Linked DNA regions of Mus musculus: all the other regions are linked to region 5. A link is a contact called in public promoter capture Hi-C data. All regions are on one chromosome and are shown on one strand. Each heading gives the region's core, a stretch centred on a gene start, on an enhancer-like site or on the middle of the called end of the contact. The rest is flanking DNA. Distances are from core to core; before and after follow the strand shown. Region 1 holds the start of Abcg3 (ATP binding cassette subfamily G member 3). Region 2 overlaps Gm26519 (predicted gene, 26519). Region 3 holds the start of Dr1 (down-regulator of transcription 1). Region 4 holds the start of Tmem175 (transmembrane protein 175). Region 5 holds the start of Zfp644 (zinc finger protein 644).

What was found. Promoter capture Hi-C pulls out the DNA fragments that hold promoters and counts their contacts. Capture Hi-C pulls out chosen DNA fragments and counts their contacts.
Region 1: a promoter capture Hi-C map of pre-B cells shows a contact between it and region 5, with 2.9 times the contacts expected there. The contact joins the promoter of Abcg3 here to the promoter of Zfp644 in region 5. A contact is called at or near these places in 3 of 39 promoter capture datasets (liver and pre-B cells).
Region 2: a contact with region 5 is called in a promoter capture Hi-C map of the HPC-7 cell line, with 4 times the contacts expected there. The contact joins the enhancer-like site here to the promoter of Zfp644 in region 5. A contact is called at or near these places in 6 of 39 promoter capture datasets (the 3T3-L1 cell line, 3T3-L1-derived adipocytes, the C10 cell line and 3 more) and 2 of 9 other capture datasets (adipose tissue and liver).
Region 3: a promoter capture Hi-C map of liver shows a contact between it and region 5, with 2.5 times the contacts expected there. The contact joins the promoter of Dr1 here to the promoter of Zfp644 in region 5. A contact is called at or near these places in 1 of 484 Hi-C or Micro-C datasets (CD4 T cells), 2 of 115 datasets of contacts at active chromatin or transcription factors (embryonic stem cells and thymic regulatory T cells) and 2 of 9 other capture datasets (adipose tissue and liver).
Region 4: a promoter capture Hi-C map of pre-B cells shows a contact between it and region 5, with 2.7 times the contacts expected there. The contact joins the promoter of Tmem175 here to the promoter of Zfp644 in region 5. A contact is called at or near these places in 1 of 39 promoter capture datasets (pre-B cells) and 1 of 9 other capture datasets (liver).

Annotation. Positions count from the first base shown.
Region 1 is chr5:104,981,342-104,984,041 of GRCm38.p6, reverse strand. It overlaps Abcg3 (ATP binding cassette subfamily G member 3), which reads left to right and starts at 1,325. Exons shown (of 16, transcript NM_030239.2): 1 at 1,325-1,493.
Region 2 is chr5:105,403,949-105,406,648 of GRCm38.p6, reverse strand. Gm26519 (predicted gene, 26519) reads right to left here. Exons shown (of 3, transcript NR_166586.1): 3 at 1-1,255. Among named protein-coding and RNA genes, the nearest start is that of Gm32051, 4.0 kb to the left of the region's middle. Within about 2 kb of position 1,253, at least 27 of the 459 cell types and tissues checked have an H3K27ac peak or open chromatin away from gene starts, as enhancers often do. A contact at or near this core is called in the HPC-7 cell line, where this site is marked.
Region 3 is chr5:108,267,607-108,270,306 of GRCm38.p6, reverse strand. Dr1 (down-regulator of transcription 1) reads right to left here and starts at 1,410. Exons shown (of 3, transcript NM_026106.4): 1 at 498-1,410. The coding sequence starts at 717.
Region 4 is chr5:108,628,486-108,631,185 of GRCm38.p6, reverse strand. Tmem175 (transmembrane protein 175) reads right to left here and starts at 1,376. Exons shown (of 11, transcript NM_001163532.1): 1 at 1,286-1,376. Gak (cyclin G associated kinase) reads left to right here and starts at 1,409. Exons shown (of 28, transcript NM_153569.2): 1 at 1,409-1,685. The coding sequence starts at 1,541.
Region 5 is chr5:106,695,452-106,698,151 of GRCm38.p6, reverse strand. It overlaps Zfp644 (zinc finger protein 644), which reads left to right and starts at 1,322. Exons shown (of 10, transcript NM_001363318.1): 1 at 1,322-1,620; 2 at 2,453-2,509.

The sequences.
Region 1 (2,700 bases), core at 76-2,575, 1.7 Mb after region 5:
ACAGAACACCAAATAGACAAGACCAGAAAAGACATGTTCCAGCATGTGTACACACCTACATCACACACGTACACCACACAGATCCTTAGTACCTCACCGTCACAACCGGCAAACTTCCATTTAGTAGTTATTCCCAGAAAGCGAGAGGATTCACTTAATGATACTGTCTTCCTACCAAACCAGAAAATGTAGGCTTGTAATTGAGTCTCAAAGCTCTCAGCCATGGCTGGAGAGATGGCTCCATGGTATAGAGCACTTGCTGTTCTTTCCTGAGGATCTGGGACATGGGCGGTCACAGCCATTCGTAACTCTAGTTCCCGGGGATCTAGAGATCTCTCTGGCCTCCGCAGGCACCGGGTGTGGAAGTCATACACAGACTTACAAGAGAGATTTTAGTCAGGTTTGAGGTACAACCATCTCCTTCATTTCAGGACAGGTGGCCACATCTAGAAGCTAAAACTGTAGAACCGGGCGGGGTAGGGTGGGGCTGGGAGTCGGGCGCCGACTTAATGTCCCTTCTTAATCCATGCTTGAATGTTAAAAACGTCTTGAGTACTGAAATTTTACTTGGATGACTTCAACATTGGCTTAAGGTTCGTCCAATGCTATACACGCACACGCACACGCACACACACACACAGAGCAGTCTGACCCAAGTAAACAGTCCATACTTAATCACTGTGCCCTCTTCTTGCTCTTTTTCAGATAGAGTTCGATGTTTAGGCCTGGCACACAAACTCCCAACCTCCTGTCCCAGCCTCTCGATTATAGGGATTACAATCGTAAACACTGAATTATTTCTTAATTGGTCTCTTCAGTTATAAAAAGAAGCTATAAATCAAATTATATTAAAAGCATGGGCACTTAACAAAACATATCCTTTGTCGTCCTGACCCATTGTTTGTCCTGTTCTGTGATAAGCATATATTCATCTCCTGTTTATTTTATCCCATTTGTTAAACAAAACAAAACAAAATTCAAAAACAAAAAACAAAAAAAATTCAAAACACACCACAGAAACTGTTACTTTCGCTTTGTCTTTTCCTGGATGCTGGCTTCTCAGAGTCCAATGTGAGCCTGAATTAGGGCAAAAAGTTTGCCCAGGTTTCCGGATCTGGCTGAACCCCTAGGTGAGCCCTCACCCCAAGACGCCACTCCAACCACGCCCCACAGAGACTCCCCCCTTCCCGCCCCTGCACCAGGACTCGCCCCTGCCCCTTTCCCCATGGCTTGGCCCCGCACCTGTCCCAAAGGGGGCCCCAGCCCCAGGGCTCCCCTGATTGCATCTTCCCCATGTCGCGCCCCACCCTCCCTTCCGCCCCACTGCCTGCTACTTCCTCTGCTCTCTTCGGGTTCCCTGCTCCTGACCACGACCACAGAGGCTCCAAGAGCTCTGCAGAGCAGAAGCCAGAGCCTCTTGCACCTTCCAAAGACCCGAGCTGCAAATCTTCCTGTGCAAGTAGCAACCTGAGCCCCTGCATTATCTCACAGTGGTGAGTGTGGGTGAGCAGGATGCAGAAGAGTGCAAGAGAGGGCTGGGAAACCCACTGCAGCTTCATTTGCAACTGTGAAATGCAAAGCAACTTGGTTCATAGAGGGTCTCTGTTTGGGTGGGTTAGCAGTGTACAACTTTTGATTGCCAAATGTATGAAGGCAAACACAGTTGGTGTTGGGCAGGTAAAAGTTTTACTGGTAGCAGAGATACCAGAAGTGCATGAGATATTTGTTAACACCGTTACTTTAAGGGAGCTGGGCAGTTTATAATTTTTTCTTTATCCCATGATATGAAATTTGTCAGGCAATCTCTAATTCGATATACAGATATTTACCAACTTCTTGCGACTCTTCCTCAGATAGTTCAGAAAAGGTTTCAACAGACAGAAAAGTTAAAGACCAGAATTATTAGACTGCAAACCTTTTAGTGGATTGTGTATCTATAATCTGTTTTATTTTCTTCCCTAATACTAGAAGTGTGGTCACTCCTTAGGGTGTTAACATGTGCCTCGCCAACTTAGTGTGTTCTCTTGCATCAATGTGCACTAAGACACAAACACATGCAGAACGTATTTTTGCATGTACCGTGGTTGAGCATCCGTGTAGCATTTGAGAAGAGAAGAAATATCATAAGCAGAAATAAAATGCAAACTAGAATGGAGGGCTTCCAGAAGCCATGGACATGGAGAGATCAGAAGGGGCCCAGTGCACTGAGGGACCCTCCAAGGTGAAAGTTGCATTTTTAGATGATTGATTTGTTTTTGTTTTGTTTTGTTTGTTTGTTACATGTATGCAGGTGCTCTGCTTGCATGTCTGGAGCCCACAGAGGCCTGTGAGGGCCCTGAAGCCTCTGGATCTGGCGTTGTAGGTGTTGTAAGTCCCTCCCTGCATTATGCAGGCGCTCAGAATAGGAAGAGTATGTGCTCTTAATTGCCGAGCCATATCTCTGGCCCCTTAAGTTGCTTTCCTGTGACCATAACAAGAAGGGGTTGCTCAGCCCCACAGCTCAAGAACAATAAGGGAAGCGCATTGCTTTTCAGAGAGGCTTTTGCCAGTTTGCCTTTGAGGGAACGTTCTTGCATGTGTTAATTTGGGATGTAGAAGAGACTCAAAGGAAGACTATGCTACGAACCATCCCATGATGCCAGCAGCAGCACTCATGCCAGGGTAAACTGTGGCTGTCATTTTCCTTACCCTGTGTGGTAC
Region 2 (2,700 bases), core at 4-2,503, 1.3 Mb after region 5:
GTGAGTGCTTCGTAACTGCAGATCGCTGACATCCTCTGGAGGAATGATGTGCAAGTGTGTTTCAGGAGACTGGAAACCACAGCAGTCACATGGGTGCATATGTCTCAAAATTAGTGTTTTGTTCCCAGGAAGCAATAAATGAATGAGTGAATGAATGAATGAAATGAGATTTGAGACTGGGGACCCATACCCCTGTCTTGTATATTCTGGGGTCACTCTAGTACTTTAGCCTCCAGTTCTGCCCTCATGAGCTGTCATAGTTTAACTTGTGAGAGTTCCAAATGAACACACATAAGAGATTGGGGTCTGCAGACTGGAGAGATGGTTCAGTGATTAGAGCGTGTCTCCCAGAGGACCCCGGTTCAGCTCCCAGCAGCCATGCTGAGTGGCTCACAGCCACCCATACCCAACTTTAGTCCCCCAGCACAGACACATAATTAAAACAAAAGAATAGATCTTAAAAACAAAGACTAAGGTTCCGAAGGGAAAAAGAGAAGGGGGGCTAATTAGTGATGATAAAGTAGAGACATTTACTGTGAGCTAGAAATTGTATTTACTACAGCGTTACTATGTATGGAATGACTCTTTGATCTTATCTCTTTCCAACCTAGCAGTCATGTGACTTTGAAGCGCCATATTATCTTCAGCTTTCTTTATTGACATGAGAATTGGACTCAGAATCCCAATCTGGAGGTTTAGGCACAATTCAAAATGCCACTTGGACTCTGAAGCAAAGTTGCTACTCTGGGCTTTGGCTAATGAGCTCATTGGTTCTTGTCAGGTTTCTTGTATCTAGATACAGATACAGGTGTCCTGTATCTAAGTTTACCTCTTTTTTTAAAAATTAATTTATTTATTATATAAATGAGTAACACCAGAAGAGGGCATTGGATCTCATTATAGATGGTAGTGAGCCACCATGTGGTTGCTGGGAATTGAACTCAGGACTTTTGGAAGAGCAGCCAGTGCCATCTCTCCAGCCCTAAGTTTACCTCTTAAAGAATAAATTTTGTGGAGGATTAAACAAAGCGTGTGTGTTACTAGGGAAATTCTAGGTATGTGCTGAATCCTGGGTTAGCATCAACTGTGATTGTGTTCTTGACTAAGTCTGGCCTTATACATACAGGTAGAGGGTGTAGCTAGGTATCTCCAAAGCTCCTCTGATCCGACTGCTATCAAACAAGGAGGGCTGGTTCTTCATATGCATTGAGGCTGGAGACAGGGAGACACCTCCCTTGAGCCTGGGTGCTGTCTTCTGTCAGTGAAGAGGAGACAAGGTAAAGACCTTTGTTAGACTATAAACTCCTTAAGTGTTTCCTTGTCCCCTAATGTCGTGTCTGGGAGCAGTGGACGGCCAGTAAACTGATAAAGAAAGTATCAAAAATGCCACTTTACCAGTTGTGTGGTAGCGGGCCTCAACTGCTTTCTTAACCTTTTTAAGCTTTGAAATGCGTAACATAAAATATGTGTAAGGCTTTGGCGCTCTCTGGTGGACAGAGTTATACCGCAGGAGTCCTTGGGTTTGCTTTTCAGACTCTAGATTCTGACTTGTGTTCAGTATTTTAGGAGCGAGTTGTGTCAAATAGACACATTGCACTATGTTGCCAGTGTGGATGTGGTTCCTTGTCATGACAGAAAGTGGTTCATATGCCAGGGGTCATTGCTTTGTCTCGTATTACTGTCCTTTGTCCAAAATGTTTGCTTCTAAAAATTTGTAGAGTGGGTTCCTTCATTATTCTTCATAATAGTGCAGTACCTAGATGTGAATGTGAAGGCTGAAAAGGCTAGGCTAAAAAAAAGAGAATAGGAAACACTGCAGATCCTCTACTGAGGAGTTGTATCTAGAGTGGAAAAAGGTTGGAGCAGGAAGATTCTTCAGTCTGAAAAGGTGCTTGCTGTTAAGTCTGACAACCTGAGTCCAAACCTGGAAGCTATATACTAGGAGAAAACAAACTACTGCAGCTGTACTGTGACCGCCCCGTGAACACACACGCACGCGCACACACACACACACACACACACACTTTAAAAAAATCCAAGTGTTGAGGCATTTGTATGCCACAGAAGCATTGGAAAGTGTTGGTTTGAATCATTAACCAGAACCCCACTATTCAAAAGCAAAAGTTACCATACTCAGACCCAGAAACCTAAGCGAGCTGGCAGGTTAGTAACTCCAGCTACAAAGTAACCCAGTTTGGCCTGTGAATGCTGTGAGAATTGTAGTTAAGACATCTGGAAGGCCTTGGACACGCTTTCTAACGTTTCCTCTGCTTTCTCAATGAGAATCAAAGAACGACAGTGTGATTGGAGGCGTTGTTGATTGCTTGGAGTTCACACTGTGCTTTGTCCCGTTACAATGTATTTTGTCAGATAGCATTCAATCTTTGTTTCTGGGGTTGCAGAGGAAGTGACTGGATCAGTAAAATAGATTCAGAAACCACAGCTGGATGAGGACAGAAACCATAGCTGGCACTGAGAGTTGGTACCCAGTCCTGGTGGACCCTGAGGATGTTCAGTGTCCACCATACCCCGCTAACCTTGAAGCTTACTGTTGTCGCTGTTATTATGACTGTCTGAGGTTGTAAGTAGAGTCTCACCTACACTTTGTGCGTACCAGCTTTTAGTATTTGTGTATGGTTTTTCTAAATGTATTCCATTGACAGTAGGTTTTATCCTTGGTGGCTTCTTGCTCTTCAATGC
Region 3 (2,700 bases), core at 161-2,660, 1.6 Mb before region 5:
GATGATACACCACTGACCTCCGTCACCAGCCCAAGGGTTTTTCCTACCCCTGTGTTCAAAAATGAATCTTTTCCTCGATACAGGTGAGGGAGAGGTACTCTCTGACTCAACTCATGCTCGAAGTTCTAAAATTTAACTTTCCAAGAGAGAACTTTGAGTTTCCTTTCTCAGTTGTTATTATCCACGTTTAGCTGTGGGCAGTCAATTCTTGTTGTTTTAAGACCTGATTGGAAACTGTACTAGTGAGGGGTTGCGGATGTCTGTTGACCCTAATGTCTGCACTCCTTATTTGCACTAGCCGGATGAAAACAATGTCAGAAGAATGCTACATAGGTGTTTTCTTAAGGTACAAGCTGTCTCTATGCCGTTTTGACTTTTCATTAACTGTGCTTACTAGTGAAGTGGAATGAAGGCTCTGTGACGCCAAGTGGTTACTCTATTAGCTTGACTGTTCCCCTGATCCTTCATCGAAACCAAATCCCACACAAATCGCTTACCTTGTATAACATGCTCTGGTGAAATTGTCTTCTTTTCTGACTTGTTACAAATCTCGTTGGCTTCAGAAGATATAAGGTGAATGAATTCCGTGCAGCAGTTCACTACCAGCTCTCGGGCATCGTTGGCCACCCGGACATTAGGAAGAGTCTCTTTGATCATCTTATTTATAGCAGCTCTGGGGATAGTGAGATCATCGTCGTTGCCAGACGAGGAAGCCATCGTATCTTCCTGTCTTTCAAGCCCCAACTTTTAAACTCCTCGCCTCTGGTCCACCACTCCACGAAGATTTCTCAACAGGCTGTCCCTGGAGAGGGATGTTGGGGTCCGGGAAGCTCAGAGAAGAGAGTGCAGAAACCAGGAAGGAGGGCTGGAGGGCAGGGAACACCCACTGTGTGAGAGATTTTAGTGGGAATATGAAGGAAAGGTCAGGGGGCTGAGGGTTCTAGGGACACCACTCCCAGGGCTGGAGAACCACCCTGCGTGTCGCCTCAAACGGACTGGCGCTGTCGTCTAACCGAACCTAAACGGCACGGGAGCGCACGCAAGACAGAGGAATACCCGCCCGGCCGCGGTCCCGGGCGGACACTGAGCAGGGTCAGCTCTACAGAGCCGGAGCCCCCGAGGACGCCGCCACCAGCAGCGGTTGCAGCCGCCTCGGCCAAACCATCCTTCAGGCACCCGCGCCGCCGCCTCACAACATGTCTGCCGAAGCCGCAGCTGAGCGCACGCCGGCTGCCTGGGAAACCAAGTGGACCGGGCCGAACACTGCGGGAGCCGCAGCGGCCAAGCGTGTGGCCGAGAGCAGGCTGTGCGAGCAGGAGCGGCGCTAACGGTGGTCTCTCTACGGGCCGGGGAAGGAGGTTTGCCGCAAGCTGATCCCGGCACGCTTTGCGCCACCGGAAGTCGAACTCCCCAGGTCCCACCCGCCCTCCTCGATGGATTTCCGTGTGCACGCCCCGCCCCTACCCCCTCCCGGACGGGCGGGAGCCGCGGGGCTTGGCAGCCCGCAGCTTCCGCCTGCCGCTCCCCCACGCACGGCGACCCGGCGTCTCCTCCGTCGGGCCCTGGAGCTCGCTTGCTCTGCGGGCAGAAGGGCCCGCGGAGGGCCACGTGGCAGGGGAGCCCTGGTCCTTACTAAAGAACTTCCTTTTCCTATCTCCTTAGCTGTCGGGATTAGGGCGCGGAGTGAAAAGAGCAGAGTGGGGAGGACAGGCCTTTACAACTACTTCACAGCATTCAGATCAGAGCTCCCTGTTCTCATTTGTGAGAAAGAAATGAAGCCTTCAAAGAAGTGGCTGTCCTCGGTACCACAAGTGGCTAAGTCAGGAAACTGGTAGTCTGATCTAAAGTAATGAAAATGTTTGGCATACCATGAGCTATGGCCCTCTGCATACTTGCTTTTGAAAGGAAGACAAGAAAAAAAAAAGGTTTATCTTATGAGAGTCCGATATCTGCTTCGTTCCAAGTGATTACTAATAACTAGTGCCACGTTCATCACAGAAATCACTTTTTTTTTTTTTTAAGATAAGCTCAGCTGGGCGACAGTGGCTCACGCCTTTAATCCCAGCACTTAGGACACGACACTCAGGCAGGCAAATCAAGTTCCAGGACAGCCAGGGCAATACAGAAAAAACCTGTCTCAACACACGCAAATCCTCACATACTGTCACATTAATTAATAGTGGAAAGTTGTAACTTTTGAAAGGACTAAGCCAGTTAAATCTACGTGCACAGTTTAGTTCATCGTGTTCTTTGTTGATAGACTGGCAGCTGGACTGTGGCAATGCTTTAAGATGTCTGGTTTCCAGGAGACTATCATTGTCAACCATCCCCTCCTACCCACCTTACTAGATGCAGCTTCAGCACTGAGCTAGAACACCAGCCTTGAGTTAATTTTTTCATTCAACATTTTCTCCAAAATGCTTGCTGGGAACTAAATATTCTTCATTATATCAGTGCTAGTAAGTTCAATCTTTGATTATAAAGAACAAGTTTCTTCTTCAAAATAAGTAAATTTTGGTTCAGATGTATAAAGACCTAGATAAAATATTAAAATCTAGATGGAATGTTAAGTCCTAGGTAACTGTTACCTGGTTAGCCTGCCATTTTGTGCTATTACTATATTATAAGCAAACTTTCTCATATGGGAGTCATGTCTACAGAGTGCTTCTGAGTTCTCCCAAGCCACTGTCTAAATTGTTT
Region 4 (2,700 bases), core at 127-2,626, 1.9 Mb before region 5:
CTTGTCCTAGGTCATGCCAGCAAGAGTTTATGGTGTCAAGTTTCACTATACGCTGTAGTGAATTGTTCATGATGTTTCTCATGATGTTTTAGGTCTCTTGAAGGCTACCAAGCCTCCAATTCCCTACTTTTTCCTTTTGCTTTCAGATTTATTTTCCTTCTAAATAATGAGATCTGAAGCCACCAAAAAATAAAAAATCCCTTCAACTTCATTCCAGTAATAACATAAAGTTACCTGCAACTGCAAGCCGTAGCTACTTCCTCCTCCCTGCATCTTATAAGTGATTCTCTTATAGAAAGGTGCCATTTCTATACCAACACTACATATCCTCTATCTGGATGTGACTTGACTGTCCTACTATTCTGAGACAGTACTCCTCTCCACTATACTGGAAAGACTTCACTCTTTCCCATTGGCTTTAGGCTGCTCAAGTCTCCCATCTAAGATCATGTTAACACCACACTGCCCTTTCAGCTCCCACACTCTTCTTCACAAATCTCCTCAGTTACCTACAGGTACCATCTCTACTTCATCAGTTCTTTATTCCTCCAGGTGTTATCCAAAGCTTCCACTTCACCATTTCTAGGAAACTACTGTCTCACCTACCACGTACCTCACTGTATACTAATGATAATCTTTCATTTCTTTTCTACTTGACTTTTTAAAGAGCAGGTAGCGCCCCCCCCCCCCCCAAGGCGTATTTAATAGCATACAATCCTGGGACAGTTAAGATGTTGATTTGGGCTTAAGGATCCATTTTTCAGTCCAAAAGCACAAACTCTACCCAAGGCTCTGCAACTTCATATGGCTTCAGAAACCTCGGAGGTACAGAGACGAGTGGGGAATCCCATGACTTTGCCTCACCTGAGATGGACAGCTCTAAGTGTTTGACATCACACGGGATTCTGCGTCCAGTGCTGCCAGGTGACTTTTGTATACACGTTGTGAAGCTTTCTCCCGCCCCCTTTTAAAACTACGTTTTTCGGTCTTAATTCTAGCAACTAGTTCATCCTCCCCCAAACCTGTGTGGACCAAAACATAAGTGTCTGTGGCTCATAGGCTGGCTGCTTGTCTGCAAGATACCCTCCTCTCCTAAACCGGGCATTAGGGACACTTAGGGTGGGCTCCAGGCCTCGCTTTACCTTGAGGCGTCAGGCGCGAGCGGCGGGCTCTGGGGCGGTCCGCAGCGCGCGCCCAACGTCCCGCGACGCTCTAGCCACCTAGGCTGGACCTGGGCCAGCGGAAGCAACCAGATGAGGTTAGGGTCAGATGGCGACAGCCCTACCTCCGTGCCTCCTAGGAGCTTGAGGTCCGTAGGATCGCACCCTCTGCGCCTGCGCCTGCTGCTGCTGCTGGCTCTGCAGAAACACGCGCCCTTCCGCCTGCTGCGTCAGGGCGGGGCCGCAGCGTCGGGACGCAACTCGCTCTCTGATTTACGTCACGGCGCGGGCGGAAGATGGCCGGGTTGTTCGCCCGCAGCTGCTAACCCGGCAGTGCGGAGCTGGAGCCTGGCTCCCGCTGCCGCGGAGCGGCCGACGCCATGTCGCTGCTGCAGTCTGCGCTGGACTTCCTGGCGGGCCCTGGTTCTCTTGGCGGAGCTGCGGGCCGTGATCAGAGTGACTTCGTGGGGCAGACAGTGGAGCTGGGCGAGCTGCGTCTGCGGGTGCGGCGGGTCCTGGCCGAGGGTGAGGCGTAAGGCGTCGCCAGGCCGCGGGAGGCAGGAGCAGCCCAGGAGGGTCGCTGCTGGGGTGTGGTTCGAGTCAGGGCGCGTGACGGTCACCGCTTTAAGCAGGGGCAGCAAGGAGGATCGTGTCCAGGGTGTGAATCAAGTCTGAGACCTAGAGAGTCACGACTGAGGTGTGGGTCAGATCAGGGCCGCAGGGAGTCATCTCTCCGGGCAGGGTCTGCGGGAAAAGACACTGCTGGGATGTAAATCAGGCCATCGCTATGAAGGGCCACTGCTGGGGTGTGAATCAGGTCGGAGAAGGGTCTTGCCAGGAAGAGAGACCACAGGGGCTTGTGGGTTAAGGCCTTTGGTGGTGATTGCAGAGGATAGACTGCTTCGGGTTGCACACTTACTTCCTGGTGGGTAGAGTTAGTAGTACAAGGGTCATGCTAGCAGGTGGTTATCCAGTAAAGGAGGCTTGGGTCTGGAAGGACCACCTCTGCTTAGGGTCAAAGCTGTATCTGGGGCATATACAGAAAGATTCAAAGGTGGAGTCAGGTCAGAAGGTGAGCACAGTCACTCTGGGGTCATAAGCTGTTATTCATTGTATCATATCCAGCGTTGTTGTTGCATCCCGAGGACTGTCTTGAGATGGCAGTGTTTGTGCTGCTGAGTTCTGGGGCCTGTAGAGTCTTCCCTTGCTTGATGAGGTAGAGGATAGACTGGGGCCCTACAGTCTTGTTTTCTTTTATAGCCTAAGTGCCTCACCTATTGAGTTTTTTCTGTAGTGACCTCGTATAAGGTACAGGAAACAGAGCCCGTAGCTGTAACCTTTAAGAACCTTGCTTGAGCCGGGCGTGGTGGCACCCGCCTTTAATCCCAGCACTGGGGAGGCAGAGGCAGGCGGATTTCTGAGTTCAAGTCCAGCCTGGTCTACAGAGAGAGTTCCAGGACAGCCAGGGCAATACAGAGAAACCCTGTCTCGAAAAACAAACAAACAAAAAGAACCTTGTTTGATAGACAGTTCCATAGTT
Region 5 (2,700 bases), core at 73-2,572:
GTGGGTCAGGAGACATGGCTCACTGGCCAAGAGTACCTTATGTGCTTGCTGGGGACTCAGGATCAGGTCCCTTGTGATATTTCCACATGATGGCCTGTCATTTGCAGCTCCAGTTTCAGGTCCTTCCTGAGGCTCATTTGGACTCTGTGGTACCAGGCATGAAGCATGCGGTGCACAGCCATACATTCAAGCAAAACCCAAACTCATGAGATGAGAATAAGTCTCTAAAGTGCATCTCCTCCAAGCAGTTGGCTGAAAATGGACACAGATTTATTTGTTGTGTATCTATCTATTCGTATATATGAAGGAAAGCTTTCATTTTGAAACAGCTCAACAGTCTAATCTCTCTTTGCCACTTTAGGTTGTAATGAACTTGAACAGGTGACAAGAATGCCTGACACACACACAGCATGAACTCTAGTTGTCAGCAGTTACTAGCAAGCGAAATAATTAGAGTGGATAGTGAAATGTTCGTTCTTTGGGATACATTTGCTGCTTCTGAAGGCACCGTTTTTCAGGAAAGATACTCCCATTCTTGACAAATAAATGTAATTATGGTGTATTCCTGTGAATGTTAATAATATCTCGAAGGCTTGGAGGTGCATAGTTCATGATTACTGCTTAACTACTAAAAAACGTTTTAAAGTTTTTCATGAGAAAAAGTTCAGCGAAACCAAAGAATTTAGTAAGGCAGGCCCATCAGAGTATTCTAGAACGTTTAGCTCACCTTCAACAGGTTAGGAACTTGTTGACTCGGTTCAAAAGCAAAGCGAATACCTCTAATTAGTGCGCTGCTTCCCTCAGAAGCCCATGGCTGAATGCTTGTTAAAAGGGAGATTTAGAAGACCCTCTGGGGAATCTATTGATTACCTGAAGAGTTAACCAGCATTTCTGACGTCTCTTTGCATGACTCCAATTTGGACAATCAAGGCATGTTCCTTAGTGCAGAATCTGCCCTTGCAGAGTCCAAGGAACCCAAATCCGGGCCTTCTTTTTGGGTGTCTTGTCTGGGTAACTGAATTTCTATACCTGATGCTTTTGCCACCTGGCCTGTTTAACATCATAAAACCTGTCTGTGCCAGTTCTCCAAGGTAGGCCTGATATATGTTGCTGGTTCTTTCAACAGCTGGAAAAGGGAACAGGTTTTTGGCAAACTAGCGATTGCAGACACCAGAGATGGGCCTATTCCACCTTAAAGGGCCTAGGCATTCCTGGTACTTGGGTCTTGCAGAGTTTGGTCGCCACCATATTTGGAGCGTGCCTACTTTGGGGCGGGAACCTCCTCCGGAGTGGTTAGGTCACCGCTGGGGGAGGTGACCTTGTTTGGTTTTGGCACGGGAGAGCAGCGGTGCAGCGTTGCTGCCGCCCCCCGTGGGTCTGATTGGCACGGGAGCTCCGGCGGCCCGAGAGCACGGGCGCGCCTCGCTGGCTTCCCCCGGCGGCCGGCGGCCAGGCAGAGGCGGGAAAGCCGCGCGCCTGCGCCGTGGGAACCGAGGCCGGAGGCGAGAAGCGGGGAGCGGAGGGGGCCGTTGGAGCCGAGTAGCGTACAGAGCGGCGTGTGACGCGGGGACGCCGCGCGCTCCCAACGTCGCCCCGGTTTGACGCACACGGCACCAAACTGTGAGTTTCGGGGGTCTTATTCGGTCGGATTAGCCCCGGCCCCGGCCGCGTTTCGGACGTCCGGGCTGAGGCGGTGGCGGGACTGAGGGTGGCGGAAGAAGTTGTGGGGGGACCCGGCCCGCGGCGCTCGGGCCCGGGGAGCTACGCCCTAGGCTGGCTCCCAACCCTCGGAAAGGACGCGTTTTGCCGCACAGGCTAAGATGGCGGCTGCTGCCGAGGAGGCGGAGTTGCTGCTGCACAAGGAGCCCGGGCCGCGGGGTCCGGGAGGCGGCGGTCGCGGGGGGCCGCGGAACCTTAGGTGAGCGGCGGCGGCCGCCGCGGGGCGGGACTCGGAGGCGGGCGCGCGGGGCGGGGGGTGCCTTTCCGCTGCGGCGGCGGCGGATCCGGTGGCGGACACAAAGGGGCCGAGCCGGGCTCTGGACTCGGGGGGTTTTGTTTAGTCACATGTAGCGGAGCAGCCAGTGAGCGGTAGGGGGAAGGGGGCCGAGACCCGGAGGTCCGGGGAGCCCTGCGGTCGCCATTGTAACTCCCCGAGTAACGGGGGCGGTCCGAGAGCAGTCAGGCGGCGCCCCGTGCGCGGCTAGGCTACTCTGTCCGGGCCTGTAGCCCCGGCCCTGGAGGTAACTGTCCACACCCCTCCCCTGACTTTGGGACCAGAGCGCATAGCCTTCCCCTTCTTCCCACTGGTCTGCAACATCTTGTGCCGCTAAGTGCCTGAGAAGTAACTCCAAGAGGTAAAAAAAAAAGAAAAAAAAAGAAAAAAAAACACTCGAAGTGTTTGGGTGGCCACGGGGCTTGGTGGGTATCTAGCTAAAGCTTTTTGCCTCTCCAGGTCTGATTCCCTGGCCTTTGTGTCCCTGGGAGCTTAATCTCTGCCAGAGGAAAGCAGGTGTGTGCTCCGTCCACTCCTCCCGAGAACATGAAGATGAGTTGTCCCAGACCCTTCCCCGTGATTGGAAACTTAGGTGGTTTCTTGTTGCGAGACTTCCACAGACGACTCTCGTGTTGGGATCCATCCATGGTTTAGCGACATTAGTGGAAAAGTTCTCTTCAACTGTTAAAATAATACTGACTTAAATG